Linked DNA regions of Oryctolagus cuniculus: region 2 is linked to region 1. A link is a contact called in public Hi-C data. All regions are on one chromosome and are shown on one strand. Each heading gives the region's core, a stretch centred on a gene start, on an enhancer-like site or on the middle of the called end of the contact. The rest is flanking DNA. Distances are from core to core; before and after follow the strand shown.

Region 1 (2,613 bases), core at 61-2,560:
TATGCTGAGCAACTTGTGGCCAAGCACTGTGTTGTTTATTTCCTCGTTATCATTACATGTTCAGCGTCTAAGCCAAAGTCTGAATTCTGGAAAGATGCAGCATATGATGCAGAATTAGGTGAACAATTTAATTGTTTTGAAAAAATTAAAATGTTAACAAACAGATTATTATGCTTTTGCATGCATACGGGGGAAATTTTATAGCTATTCTGAATTCTCTTAATCTCTGACAGGTGGAGTGTATTCTTGAGTTACAATTTTGACCAAGCAACTTGAAGACAGATGCAATATGTAGGTAGGTCTTTAGAATACTTATGTTCAGTCCATATAAGGAAATAGCTTTTACCTCTCAGTGTTGAACAGAAAAAAAATATTTGATAGTTTTGCTGCAGCAAATTTGTGTACTGACTACTTGGGTTGTGAAAGAGAGAGGGAGGGAAGAATAGAAGGGAGGCAGAGGGAGAAGTTTGAGGGAGAGATGAAAAGGAAAAAATTTTTGAAAGTTTAGGTTCCTTTGCCTAAAGGGCTAAGAAAGGAGGACCTGTTGGGCAATGGTCATTTCAGTACAGAACTGTTGGAATAGGGAACCTGTGTCATGTACATGATCTAACTCTTCTTGAGGCAGACAGGGACTATTCACAGATCAGGAAAATTTGATTTTAGCGTGGAGGAGGGTAGGGTCAGTGTTGTCTTACCCCCCTGCCCAGAGTGGAGGTAGGGAGCATCTTATGTAATTTGATTTTTACTTCTTAGCTTTTTCCAAGTTCGGTTCTTTGTTGAGGTTTTTATTCCCTCTTCGTGCCTGAGACTGACACCTCTTAGGGGAAAATATTTCTACTTTGTTGTAGGAGTGAGGAGAAGACGCCCTATGCTGAAGGTAGCAGCAGTAATGAGTTGACAGCCTCATACCCGCCTTTTGGTTTGCCATGAATGAGTTACATGATCTTAGGCACTTACCCTTTCTAGATCTAAAATGTTTGACTAGAGAATCTTCTCTGGTCCTTTCCAGTTCCCAGAACTAGGGAGCTTTTGGAATAAGACTCTGGGACCTCATATTCCAGGGGTTTTCATCTTTCCCTGTTCTCCACTTTATAAAATTACAAGCAGGACAAGACAGCATTCTAATTCACTTTCTGTTTGGAATTCGCCTGTTACACAGGACACTGGCCCTTTAAAAAAAATAGCGCAGGGCAAGAGGGACCCTGGAGTCCGCTAATCCAGCTTCTTCCGGGAAAGTCACCTGAAGGCCACACGCATGGTTTTCTGGGACGTGTAGTTTCTCTTAGGCCGCTCTCTCTTGGTGTCTCGTTGCCCTTTGGAGGAAATGGACTACAATTCCCAGAGGGCCAAGCGGCAGCAGCGGGGTTCCCGCACTCTCTCAGCGGCTGGGCGGCTAGTTCAAGTTGCCATAGCGGCGAGTCTGGGGAGGATAGAGTCGGTTGCGCCGCAGTGTTTGGTCAGTTGCACCTTCTAGGTGACTGGAAGCGGCGGGAACTGGGTAGGGCCTCGGCCATGAAAGGGCGCTAAGGACCCGGAGTCAGCCCCTGTCTCAGGTACCTGCCCTCACCGCCCCTTGGCTTGTTGTCTACCACTTCCCTGTCTTGCTGGAGACGTTTTAGGTCCGTCTTCCTGATGTCTCCCGCGTGGGAACACCGGCGCTTCGCGGAGATCTGGGGTGGGGCTAGGGACGGGGGGCTAGGGACGGGAGGCCCCTCGTCGGCGCAGGTGTGCACTGTCAGGTCCCGGCAAATTTTCCAGTGAATTTGGGCTGTGTGGTGCTCCCTTGGAGGGCGCTTGCCCTGCCGCCGCCACCTGTGGAGGTTTAGATTCCTTTTGGACTCGTACTGTGGGTTTGCTGGCCTGTCTTGGGTATAGCTTGGTTTTTGTACCTGTGATGGAGCGACAAAGTTTGCTGGGCTCGGGGATCTGGTTTCAGGGACCTGCTTTTCTCCTGTGCCAACAGGAGAGTTAGGCTACACCCTAGCTGTTACTAGGCACTTCAGTGGTTTCTTAAGACCACCTGCCTTTTCAACCACAGCTGCATCCTTTGTTGGTTTTGATGGCCCCGGTGTCTGAGGCAGACCTCTGATGAAAGCTGAGGGTGATGCTTCGTGCTGTGGGTGAAGCGTCTAGCACAGGGCGAGGGCTCAGTGTTTGTTATTTGTTTTCGTTAATTATGCAGAACAATGTTGTATTATGGAAATATAATGTGGGCCACACAGGTAGTTTTAAGTTTTGTAGTAGCTACATTAAAAAAAGTGAAAGGAAACTGTTTGATTCAATGTTAATCATTTATTTAGAAGAACACATCAAAGCTTAACATGTAGTAAATATAAAATGTATTGAGATATTTTACTTTCTTTTTAAAAGAATGGTGGTAAGTCCTGGGAAACTGGTGTTTAATTACAGCAAATGTCCATTTCAGGTGTCCAGATTTCTCCAGCTCTGTAGCCACATGGGGCGAGGGACTTCCGTATTACATAGCACCTACTGGAACTTTCATTGGTATGGAGAACTTTGGTTGTGCCAGTGACTCATCTCGTGGGGTGACGGTAGCTGCTTTGTTGGAAGAGTGCCGTGTGTACCACACCTGCGTCCTTTCAGCATGTCTTT
Region 2 (2,613 bases), core at 74-2,573, 590 kb before region 1:
GGTACAGATCTCAGGTTCAAATAGAAATTGCTAAGAGCCCAACATGCAATCCAGACAAGGATTATTATGGGCTTATCTTCAGGCACAATGGAAACAAGCTGGGAGCTGAACAGGTGCTTTCACCAGACTGGGGAGGTGTGGCAATTCCCCTGACACATGACTCCAATCTGTACCCAACCTGGCGTTTTGGCCCATCTCCCTCCCTCTGCACACAACACTTTAGTTTGCACCCAGTTCTGTGTTCTGCATGGGTGCTGTTGTTTTTGTTTTTGCACAGTACTTACTTAAATTTGTGATGTTGTTCACCACCCCACAAAAAAAAAATCAAGATGGCCAGGGCAGGTTTTTCCAAAGCCATGAACTTGACCTGGGTAGGTTCCAGGCCCAGGAGTTTATTGTAGGTAGATGCTAGAGAAAGCAGGGAGACACATTTGTTGAAACAAATAAATCAAATAGTAAATCACTACCTTGCTACTCAGTATTAGCATGCCTGGAACTGGTAGGTACCACATGAACTGTCTCAGCAATGCAATCACTGTCACTTCTACCTCCTCACACATCAACCTCGCTTCCCAGCTCTAGTCCAGGAAGAAGAGAACAATGCAACTCACAAGCAAAGGGTGAGGACAACTGTTTAAACGTGTTCTACAAAGGCTGCTGGCACAGTTTCCACATGATTATTATCTGATGGCTCTAGTAAAAATGAATGCTAGCACTGAGATCATCTACACCAGGAGGGGTTAATTTCCTTCTGTCTGGTCGGGGAGGGGACAGGCGGTCGTTTGCATTACAGTTTTCAAGTTTTCATGTACAGGGTAGTTTTTTTTTTTTTTAATCAAATTTTCTAAATAAAAGCAATACTTTACATGTTCCTAATCTTATAACGCGTTCTCTGGCACTTAGCTTGGCTCGTAAAAAAAAAAAAAAATAGGCTCGTGTATTCATGCCCTTTAGTTAATATCTAGCCCAGGTGTTAAATTCTCAACTTCAACCTGAACCTGCAACTGGGCAATCTGGTCCCACCATGGACTGCGCTTCCTACTAGCACACGAAAGAATCGGATGAAATGCACTCTGGGAATCGTAGTCCGGGTGAGTCTCCTTTCTCTCAGCCCCTGTGACTCACGCTTTGATTCAGGGATGGCTGAACCCAGCGGCTACCAATTAGCAGGGGCCATGTCGGTGAGGCCGTGGGCCAACCAGAGAAGCCGAAGTGGGAGCCTCGCACAATCATTGGCTAATGGGTGATCCGGGGCGGGGCAATGAGGAGGGCGGAGAAACGATGGCGATTGGGCCAAGGACACGGGGCGGCGCTCGCGGATTGGCTGCACCCTGGGTCAGCGAGGCCTGGGAAGGGGCGGAGGAAGGCGACCAGAGCAGGAAGAGCCTCGGAGAGGCGGCGGCGGCGGCGGCCGAGTCGGTGGTGGCGGAGGTGAAGGCGACAGCTCCAGGGGGTGGTGGTGGCACCGACAGCAGGATGCGGGTCCAGGTGGGGCTGACGCTGCTGCTCTATGCGGCGCTGCTGGGTCCGGCCATGGTGTCCTCGGGTCAGTATCCGCCCCCTCGGGCTGCAGGCCCGGCGCCACCGCCCCCCGACCCCCCAGGCCTCCACCCGTGGGCGGAGCGGTGGGGACTCCGGGCTGCGAACTGCACTTTTCCCTGGTCACACCTCTCCCTGACCTGTCACTACTCGGCCTTCTCGGGCTCCGGGCGGCGTAGGCCGAAGCGGGTTGTCCAGGGAGCTGGAGGGAAGAAGGGAGAAAGGGGCGGTCACGCTGCCCACTCCTCTCTCCCACGTAACAAACTTCACCCGACTGCTCCCGAATGGGCACTCACTCCACGGGAGAGGATCCCAGCGGCTGGCTCAGACCGTCCGGCGGCAGCTTCCTGGACCCTCCTTGTAGATGACACGCTGTGTGGGGTTTGTAAGTGGCTGGAACGACTGGAGCTGTCACACCGGGCAGAGCAGGGTCCGGCAAGCCCAGGATGTGGACAGCGGTTTGCTTACCACCTGGGGTGGTCGCTGAGCGCTTTGTTTTAAAAACCAAGACTTCTGATGTAATTGTAACCACCCCTTCGTCTTTTTTTTTTTTCTTAATCTTACCGAGAAAGCGGTCCCGTCTGTTAGAATTGCCCAGTGTTTATTAACAGTGAATTTATGGTTGTTGAGAAAATCTTGGTCCATAAAATTGGAGAGCCGGTGGGTTCAACTTTTTATACAGATACAGAAATTCATGTGCTTTTGAGTTCTTTTTTAGTTATCTGGTTTATTCTCAGGCTTTGCATTTTTTTTCCTAATGTTTTAATCTACCTACCTCAGAAAAACTTGTATTTTGAGAGTGTGTGTAAAGGTTGATAAACAGTAAAGCTTTGGAGTTTTATTAAGTTTTAGTTAACAGGACAGCTGCTCGGTGACTTTAAATTTTTTTGGATCAAGGGAGAGTATGTCAACTAACTTAATTTTTAACAGAAAGTGTCCCAGATGGTTACTTGAACCCCCCAAAGCATCTGTCCTACTTGTACATCAAGGCTATTAACGTCATCCTGCTTCTAAAATAAGAGGCCTAAACCAGAATTCTCTCCATGATGTGGTTTGGGATACCATTTCACAACA

Evidence for each region. Hi-C and Micro-C count contacts between places; a contact is called where the count stands out from the background.
Region 2: a Hi-C map of an unstated tissue shows a contact between it and region 1, with 2.1 times the contacts expected there. The contact joins the promoter of SEL1L here to the promoter of CEP128 in region 1. A contact is called at or near these places in 2 of 6 Hi-C or Micro-C datasets (ear pinna and an unstated tissue).

Annotation. Positions count from the first base shown.
Region 1 is chr20:26,784,974-26,787,586 of mOryCun1.1, reverse strand. CEP128 (centrosomal protein 128) reads left to right here and starts at 1,310. Exons shown (of 26, transcript XM_070065330.1): 1 at 1,310-1,553.
Region 2 is chr20:27,370,903-27,373,515 of mOryCun1.1, reverse strand. It overlaps SEL1L (SEL1L adaptor subunit of SYVN1 ubiquitin ligase), which reads left to right and starts at 1,323. Exons shown (of 21, transcript XM_002719616.4): 1 at 1,323-1,546. The coding sequence starts at 1,477.